Regions from separate parts of the Mus musculus genome. Here region 2 is linked to region 1. The links are chromatin contacts, called in public HiChIP or PLAC-seq maps. All regions are on one chromosome and are shown on one strand. The core of a region is the stretch at or near the end of the contact, and the rest is flanking DNA. Distances in the headings are between cores, read along the strand shown. Region 1 holds the start of Adamts5 (a disintegrin-like and metallopeptidase (reprolysin type) with thrombospondin type 1 motif, 5 (aggrecanase-2)). Region 2 has its middle 110 kb from the start of Gm32357.

Evidence for each region. HiChIP or PLAC-seq counts read pairs in DNA pulled down with a chosen protein or histone mark.
Region 2: a contact with region 1 is called in a CTCF HiChIP or PLAC-seq map of the NIH/3T3 cell line, with 5 read pairs. The contact joins the enhancer-like site here to the promoter of Adamts5 in region 1. A contact is called at or near these places in 1 of 15 datasets of contacts at CTCF or cohesin (the NIH/3T3 cell line), 2 of 484 Hi-C or Micro-C datasets (adipose-derived mesenchymal stem cells and myocytes) and 3 of 115 datasets of contacts at active chromatin or transcription factors (cardiomyocytes, embryonic fibroblasts and vascular smooth muscle cells).

Annotation. Positions count from the first base shown.
Region 1 is chr16:85,898,874-85,903,659 of GRCm38.p6, forward strand. Adamts5 (a disintegrin-like and metallopeptidase (reprolysin type) with thrombospondin type 1 motif, 5 (aggrecanase-2)) reads right to left here and starts at 2,252. Exons shown (of 8, transcript NM_011782.2): 1 at 291-2,252. The coding sequence starts at 1,394. It overlaps Gm46558 (a long non-coding RNA gene), which reads left to right and starts at 927. Exons shown (of 3, transcript XR_001781962.2): 1 at 927-1,124; 2 at 1,958-4,786.
Region 2 is chr16:86,345,960-86,350,745 of GRCm38.p6, forward strand. No RefSeq gene overlaps it. Among named protein-coding and RNA genes, the nearest start is that of Gm32357, 110 kb to the left of the region's middle. Within about 2 kb of position 2,267, at least 37 of the 459 cell types and tissues checked have an H3K27ac peak or open chromatin away from gene starts, as enhancers often do. A contact at or near this core is called in the NIH/3T3 cell line and embryonic fibroblasts, where this site is marked.

The DNA of each region.
Region 1 (4,786 bases), core at 1,002-3,501:
ACTGTACACCTCCTTATCGCGGCCATACACCACAGTGTCCTGTCTGACTGGCGTCCAGCCTTAGCGAGTGTTGATCTCATAAAGTCGCCTCACTTAAAGCAGAGATTACTGCAGAGGCTCACCGAAACACCTGAGTGTAAGTGGGGGCTGAGTGGTTTGCATGCAAGATGCATTTAAGTAAATCTCTATTGAGTGACAAGTCCTTTATGGGAGAAGCAGAGCCACTAGCAAGACCTGCCCTTCCACCAGTCTTTGTATCCCAGGGCTGGGCACCCACCTTCTGTACCTACCTCTCGGGTGAACAGGATGGCTGCATCGTAGTGCTCTTCGTGATCATCCCCTAGCTGGTTATGTTGGTGCTGCCATTTGCAAAAGTTCTTGAGGGTCGTGGCCGCATTCTTGCTCACCTCCAGACTCGTGTCCTTGTCCGTCAGCACCACCACCTTCACCACCGCCAGGCGGATGTGGTTCTCAATGCTTGCATGACTGTACAGCCTGTTGGCGATGGAGGCCAGGGTCAGCAGGTAATGCTGCAGGCCCCGCCCATACATCCTGGCCATGGACGAGTCAGCCACCAAGAGGAGCTCCACCTGGCGGGCCCTGGAGATGGAACGGCGCCTACGCCTCCACCAAGTCTGAGGTCCCGCGTTCCCAGATGGCGAGAAAGCTGAGTGGTCCAGCAGCTGCGGGGCCAGCGCTGAGCGTCTCCTAGATCTACTGTGCACCGAGGGGCTCTCTTGGGGCCCAGATGGGGATGCAGGAGTCTCGCAACTGGCGCGTGGCGGCAGGGCCTCGAAGCTAAAGCCCTCGCGGTTGTAGACATGCAGGATGCGGGAAGATCCATCCCCATAAATTCGTTCATACTCTGCCCAGGACCCACGCAGGAGTGGCTTTAGAGTGTAGCGCGCATGCTTGACTGCAAAGAAGCCATCGAGACCCCCGCAGAGGTCAAAGACAGCTAGGGATCGAGGGCTGCCGTCCACGGTGCCTCTGTAGAAACAGTGACCCCGGTGGCCAGAGGATGCGCTCAGCCCTCCTCCTGCAGTAACGATGCTACCAGCAGCACCCACTGTGTCATCTCTCTCCAGGTCCAGCAGGAACCTCCGGCCGCCCGCGTAGACAAGGTAGCCCACTTTGCCACCGCCAGAGTAGAGTTGGTCTATATTCTGGACCAGCCCGCCGCTCCTGCGCTGCCCGGCCAAGGGTTGTAAATGGCCTCGCTCCCGTGTTTCCTCCCCCTGCGGCTGGTCCGGCTCGGCGGCCGCTGCTGCAGCCTGAGGCTGCCTGGTTTTATCCTGGGCAGGTGCCGCGGCGGGGCTGTCAGCGGCCAGGGACAGGCAGGACGCGCTCAGCAGCAGCAGTAGCAGCAACAAGGGCGCCCACTCGAGCCGCATAGTGCGCTGCCCGCCGGGAGGGGCTGCGCGACTGAGTCTAGCTGGATGCTTGCTATTTGCTATAGAAGTTTCAGGGGCGGGGGTGGGGGGCTCGCCCTCCCACCCACCCACCCACAGCCGCACACTCTACACACTGGCGTGCAAGGTTGAGTCAAGTGTCCAGGAAAGGGTAGGGGGAATCCGCAGCAGAGAGCCAGCCTGGCCTGGCACCGGTGCCACTGTGAGAACTTTTTCTTTGTTGGTTTGGAAAATGTTTGGAATGGAGGTCCAAGAGACGGAGGAAGAAAAATTTTAAATAAAATAAAAGAAAAAAAATTAAATAAAGGGTGGTGTTGGTGGGAGTAAAAGCCAAGAGGTGGAGAGCAACCAAATACAAAAAAGGAGAGAGGCCCAACGCAGACAAGATCTTTGCACAAACAGATCAAAACAAACGAGCTAAGAGAGTAAGAAGGGCGACCGCGCTGGCCCGCAACTGGTGCGCGTCCGCTCCCGCCCCCTCGAAGCCCGGGGCTGGCGGGCTGCAAAGCTTCCAAGCTCCGACCCACTTCCTTTCTTATTCTCAGGGCTTCCTCGGCTCCGCTGGAACCCGAAGGCAGGGAGAAATGAGACGGGAGAAAAGAAAAGGAAAGAAAGCAAGCAAAGGAAACACCTAAAAATGTTTAAAATCAAAAGCTAGGAGGCGGCCTGCGGAGAGCCAGCGAGGCGGCGCGTCCCGGTCCCTTCCGTTGCCGCGTCCTCCCGCCCGGGATCATCCCCAGTCGGCTGCTACGGGCGCGGAGAGCGGCTCAGGCGCTGTGAAGATGCGAGGAGGTGGGACAATGAATTTATAGCGGCGTGCCATCCTGCAATGGCAATTTCAACAATTCGTCACTGCACGCTGCCTCTTAAAGGGAGAGCTTCCCCCACCACTCCCACCCTTCCCGGTCCGCGCCTAATCTGATGGGGGAGGGAGCAGCGAGAGGAGGAGGGTGATCGAGGAAAGGCAGACCGGGAAGGAGGAAGGGGCCAGAACCTAGCAAGGTGGAAGGAGGGACAAAGGAGGGAGTAAGGGTGAGAAAGAGATTGAGAGAGAAAAAGTATTTGGGCAGAAAACAAGAAAATTCTCTTGGCCTCATTTAAAGCCACAGCAACTCCGGTTCTGTGTGGTATTTCACAACCAATCGGGGTTGGCTAACCTCGGCTTACCTCATCTCCTGAAGGGGTGTTTTGGTGTGTTTTTAAAGTCTCTCTCTGCCTCCTTCCCCTTGCTGTTCTTGAGCGGGATATGAAGTTCTTGCTTCATTTTGCCGGCCAGTGCGCTCTGGCCTTGTAGACCTGGTAACTTCACTGGTCAGGGCAGCCGCCTGTGCAACCCCAAGTCCCTCTCTCTTTTCCCTGGTTCTCTCCAGTCGGTCCCGGTAGCTGATTTCCAGCCTCCTCATCTCCTAGCTTGTTCACGTTCCAACACTTGCTGACTTCGGGCTAGGGGTGACTAACTTCTCCCGGCCATCAGCTGAGCAGCCAGGCAGCCACCGGTGCTTCCTGGCGCGTCTCTGGGCATGCAGCACTGCGGTGACCCCAACAGGGCCGGCTGCGGCCTGGGAAGTCCTTGGCTTTGTGTATAAATGGCGGTACTCCCAGCTTTTTTTCCAGGGCATAGTTGGTCAGTGCCCACAATCTGTCACTTATCCCAGCCACTGGAACTCTGAGCTGTAGGATGTCAGGGTGGGAAAGAGTTAACTCTTGAAGGGGAATCTGCACCCCCACCCCAGACTTTTACATTTGTGCTCACACTTTCTGGCAAACACTCCTTTGTTTGTTTACTTGCTACTCTTCTTATAAGTCAGCCACTCACTGTCAGCCCTCTCATTTTCAAAGCTCATATCCCAGGGAAGAATACTTGAGGGGAGGTGATTGGTGGTTATTAGTAGGCAGGTGGCATGGCCCCTGCTACTCAGTTCCTCCATCCTTTGTTTCCTCTAATTATCAATTCTAAGAAGGTGAAAGGAAACCCTAGTGACTTTCTCACAGCAAGTTGACCTGTGCCAGGGTCCAGTACTGGTCTCTGCACACACCCCGGGATAATTTACACATCTCCATCCCTTTTAACTCCACTCCTTCAGAGGAGAGCAGGCACACTTACATAGCTTTTTCAGATGATACATTCTCACGGAAGGTACCACGAGGGCCAAGACTGGAGAAGGCCAAACAACAGTTAAAGTAAAAGAGGGCATGGATTTGAGAGAGAACAAGGTGTGTGTGGGGTGGACGGGTGGAGGAGTCCGAGAGAGCCTGAATGGATCCTGAAATATATCGGGACATAGAAGGAGGATGCTGCTGAAAGCACTTGTGTTTCGATTCTCAAGATGCTCAGGTAGGTTTCCAGTAGTTAATATTACAAGGCAATGGGCAGGTAGTAAAGGCAGAGAATGGAGGCACCAGCAATCTTCTCTGTCTCCCAGCAACCTTCAGCTTTGTGATGACCCAAGTCACTCCAGGGAAGATTACCTGGTACCTATTTGTGTAGTAGTGGTCAGAGTAAGAATGGCCCCAATAAGGTCATATGAGGTCTCCAGTTGGCGGGAAAGTTTAGGAAGAATTCGGAGGCGCGGCTTTTTTAGAGGAGGTGCATCACTCAGGGGAATCAAGATGTGAGCTCTCAACTGGTCCTGCCATCATGGACTCAAACCCTCTGAAACTGTAAGCTCAAAAGACATTTTTAATTTTTATTATTTTATTTTGTCCTAATCATGTTATTTTTTGCCACAGCAATTGCTAAATAACCAAGATAAAACTTTATTTCTTTTATAGCACCTCCAGGAGGAAAAAAAATGCACAGTATTTCAGTGTTTGGGATCAAAGGCTCCAAAACAAACTATATTTGAAACACGAAACTTACTCATCTGTGTCTCAAAGGATCTTTTACAAAACAAGTATTTCAGGTGACCCTGGGGTAAGGCTATTAACTGCAATTCTTTTCATTTCTGATCAGGTTCCTTATGAAGAAGGTTAAAGGATTCCCCAATGACTTTGTCCTCCCTGACACCTTTTTTATCTCTGAAAAATAAAATGTTGCTTTCCAAAAGGGACTCAATCTAAATCTCATGCCTTCATGTCTGATAAATGAGTGACATTAGAATTCAGACCAAATAACCAAATGTTTGGAAATATGTTAAGGGCAGATTTGTTTCAAAATGTGAGCATAAAATAGTAAGTATTTATTGGAAGTACTTGTCACAGGGATGGAGCAGATAGAGCTTGAGATACAATGAGTAAATTTTTATTGAAGGAGGGTTTTTTTGTTTGTTTGTTTGTTTGTTTGTTTGCTTTTTTGTGGTTTTTTTTGTGTGTGTGTTTTTGTTATTTGTTTATTTGTTTGTTTGTTTTCCTGGCTATGTATTCAGTTTTCATGG
Region 2 (4,786 bases), core at 1,017-3,516, 450 kb after region 1:
GCAATTTTGATGCAGTTTCTTTTTTGCAAGGGAAAAAAAAGTATATAATCTGGTATCTTTGTAAAAACTATACAGTCGTGTTTCCTGAATCATGTCTTAAGGACTTAATAAGTAATTTTTGAAATTTTACATATTAATATTTTACATATAAATGAAGTTCTTTATGTATTAATTTTATTTAACTTACTATTATGATATAATATGCTTTCATCATATCAGTTACCCTCTCTGGTCTCCTCCCAGATCCTCTCTACTTCCTTTCTCATCTAGCTTTATGTTTCACTCTATGTCTCTCTCTCAAAGACCAGAAAAATACAAAATCATAGCAGATTGAGAGAGAGAGAGAGAGAGAGAGAGAGAGAGAGAGAGAGAGAGAGAGAGAAAATAATGCGCTCAAATTCACTATGTATCTCAGGATAACCTTAAACTTGTCTCCTGGCCTACACCTCCCAAGTGCTGCTATTACAGAGATGCAGCATCATGTCTGACTTATATGGTGCTGAGGATTGAAGAGTGGGGTTCCTTATGCTACTAAAACAATCTATGAACTGAGCTACATCTTTAGGTTTGCCTCATTCTAGTATAAAGACCTACATTTTCTAGAATAAATGTTGATCAGATAAATTTGCCTAACACACACACACAAACACACACACACACATATATAAATATATATATGAAATCAGGGATATTTAGTAGTTTCTCCATATAGCTCAACAAAAATTAATGTAAGATACATGTGTGTGCAAGTGTGTGTGTGTGTGTGTCTGTGTGTGTGTGTCTGTGTGCAGGTGAAAGAAAGAGAGAGAGACAGAAAGAGAGAGAGAAAGAGAGAGAGAGAGAGAGAGAGAGAGAGAGAGAGAGAGAGAGAGTTGTTTTCCATGCCTTTAGTGTAAGCTTCTAAAACCAGAAATAAGGGTATATGGGGGACTTTTGGTATAGCATTGGAAATGTAAATGAGCTAAATACCTAATAAAATATGAAAAAAAAAAGAACAATGTGACAGCAGACACAGGCTAGGGCTAACATACCTGCTTATTCCTCATGCTGTGCTGTTTCTCTCTCCCCTTTCTTATCCACCCCTTCACTCCTACCACGTTTCTGTGACATCTTTTACTTGTGAAATCTTGAGACTTCTTTAGTCATGAATCATTATTGTAAAGATGAGGTAATGTTTCAGGAACGACTTCCAGAGTTGTCTTGCTCCAGTGCCACTGTTGAATCAGTAACACAAGGTTAAGTATTTTGCGTTTTATGTCCCATCTCCTCCACACTTGGGTAGTCAATGAGAAATGACCTGTTGACAAAAGGAATGCAATTTTGACTGTAATAATATTCATCCTCTGGAACAAAATTGGAGAGACTCTGTTTCACAGATGAAAACAGGGAGAGTAATAAAGTTTTTAAATTAATATGAAAAGCAGAATTCATGACTGGGTCAAACATTTTTTTAAAAAAAATATAGTAATAAATAATTGACAAACATAAATACTTCTTTTCAGTAACCCCTAAATAATACATCCAAAAATGGAAGTCAAACCAATAACTTAATTTCATTTCTAAATAATAAAAGTGAAATTCAAACATCTCCAGTAGCTTAAAATGTAAAAATAAAAATCAGGATTGCCAGTAATGATTCAACTGTAATGGTGAGTCTATGTTAAAATAGCACTGGGCAGTGTCAAAGCTACAGTAGAGCTTGAAATATTTTGAAAATACAATAAACCCATTCAGCAAATGCAACTGAGGATCCTGTCTTGCTTCAGACTACTCAAAACACTAGAAATCATTAAAATAATACACAATGCATTAATAGAAGATAGGGATTAGAGGAAATACTTTACTATGTGAATAGAAGACAAAAAGTTGGGACGTGGAAAGAGTAGAGAGGTCACTGAAATTCCTTAAAGTCGCACACAAAGATTCTAATATAAGTGAAACTAAATACTTCGGAAGTGACTCAGAGTTTCTGTGATATTGTTAAAAAGCTCATAGCATCCACTATGGAAAATATGACTGTTCTCTGAATCACATGCATGTGTTTCATATAGAGAGACTCTCCTTATTACATTATTTCACAGGACACTGCTGGTTAGGACTCACCTGACACTTTTACGAGAGAAAAACTAGTTACAAGGTGTTTTACACATCCTTAGTTCACATAAAAAGTCAAGGTAAATTTTTGGATGCGTTGATTGAGAGTGCCTTGACTCCTCTTCAGAGCACGTAATTGTGAGTCACTCAACAGCGACACTCTTACTCTGTGACACATTTTTAATGACACATCTTCATACCAGAGCACAATGGAGTCTTTGAAAGGGTAACATTTATATTGAAGTCAATGCTATTTACCCGTTCATGAAAGTTACCTTCCTTCACTCAAACTAGATTATATTATATTTCATAACAATCTTATGATTAGCAGGCTTACTATGTCTTTTGCTTATATACGTAGATTTTGTTAGAACTCCGTTTTATGCATCCTTTCCTTCCACCCATACTGAGATCACTCTAGACCCAACATTCCTAGTCTCCATTATCATGTATGGAATGTGTTTTTTTTTTCCCTCTTCCCTTGTGTATGTTTTATCTTCTTAGATTTAATTGGCACATAATGCTAAGCATGCCTCTGGAAAAAAAATGTAACCAGGATCCAATGATAAAATATAAAACACAGCATTTGTCTTTTCAGCCCTGGGTCAACTCACACAAGGTACTATTTTCTAGGTCCATGCATTTTCTTACAACCTTCGATCTGTTTTACTGTTAAATTCAACTCCATTTTGTATGTGCACCACATTTTTCTTCATTTGTTCTCCAGCTGGTGTCCATCTCAGTTGGTTTGACAGTCACCTTGTTGTGACCAGAACCTCCAGTGAGCATTACAGGTAGGTATTTCTGATTTAGGATATGGAGTCATTAGACTATATGTCCAGGAGTGATATAGCTGAATCAGGATCATGCGATATTCTTCAGTATTGAAGTCACAGATATACTGACTTTTCTCCATCATAAAACCTACTTGGATGAGGAATGCGTTAAACTTAATATGCTATTTACAGAAATAAGATACAAAATACAAGGGGCTAGTCAACCATAGAATTCATAAAAGAAGAAGGATAAGAGAGAGTAAGAGAGAAAAAGAGTTGTGACAGTGACTCATATTTAGTGTCAAAATTGTATGAAACTGCCAAACAATAAGAAGTAAAAAGCATATGTTGTTCATAGGCTGGAAAGATTTATGAAGTAATGTCTTGCAAGCAAGGATACCCCGTTCCATCTTAAAGACCATCTAAAATAGAGCATCTCAGTGTTTTGCTTGGGAATCATCGTTCTCAGGAGACAGAAACAGGAAGAAGAGCTCAGGAGTTGATTACCTACCAATCTAGCACATTCATTTCTAGGCAAATGAAAATTATTGTGTCCCATTGATTTTTTTTCTCTCTCCACCTATGGGGATCAATAGTTTTTCTTGGTATAGAAGTCTGGGCTGGCATCTGTGGTCTAAGAACTTGTAAGAGAACTATCCAGGCATTTCTGGAATTTTAGAGACTCCATTAGAAGTATCAGGTTATGTTACTCAGTCTTTTACCTTTGCAGATTTTAATTTCTTCATCTTTTTTTTTTCTTCATCTTCTCCCTGGAGACCTAGGACCTTTCTCAATCTAATTTTACTGATCTCCCTCAATACATCTCTGATTAACCTAGACTCCAGCAAAGATGACATAGCCCATGCCATTCTAATAAGGAGAGATGTGAGGGCTTTGAGATGAAGCCACATGAGTGAATTGTCAACCAGTGGTTCACAGGAGTAGGGTAAGGAAGACCATCTGTTTAAAGGTCTCTGAAGTTCTTTCTTTTCATGTTTTTTTTTAAGAAATACTTGTGTGTGTGTGTGTGTGTGTGTGTGTGTGTGTGTGTTTGTGTGTGTGTGTGTGTTTGTACATATGACCACAGGTCCCCAAAGAGACCTTATAGTGTTAGTTCTTGATGCAATTACAAGTAGTTTTGAGTTCTCTCATGTGGATCCTGGAACCTAAGCCCTGTCTTGGAGTGGGTGGGTTGGAGAACATGGGGAGTGGGGAGAGGATAGGGAGTTTTCAGAGGGAAAACCCAGAAAGGGGATAACATTTGAAATGTAAATAAAGAAAATATCTAATAAAAAAGGAAAAAAAATTAAAAAAAGAAAAGGAAAAGAAAAGAAAACTGGGACTCAGTAACTGACAGACCTATGCAGCTATTTAAATAGGCAAGGCACATCTAAGATTATCACCCCAAATCCCTTCCTAGTGTTCAGAGTTCTTTTAGCAATGCGGTAGATGTAGCTGAGGAGAAGGCACAGTGGTGGAGCACTCACTCACTGATCTTTAATTTCTTTCTTTTTCTGTTCATTCAGTGTTTTGATTATTTCATGTACTGGAGAGTTTCTTTTTGGTCTTGATAGGCATCTCATTCTTCAGGTTAGAATTTTTATAGGATTTTTGTTGAAAATATTCCCTGTGTTTTTAACCTGTGTCTATTCTCCTTCTATTTTTGTATGTTTTAATGTTTAAAATTACCTGGACATTTGTGCCTGGATTTTCTTACATTTAACATTTCTTGACTGAGGTATCCTTTTTTTTTTTTTTCTACCTTGTCTTCAATACCGGAGATTCTCCCTTTCACCTCTCAAACTCCATTGCTGAAGATAATCTTTGAGGTTTTCATTCCTAAACTTTTCATTTCCAGTTTTATCTCAGTTTGGTTCATAATGTCTTATCTTCAACTGGCATAGCCATTTCATTCA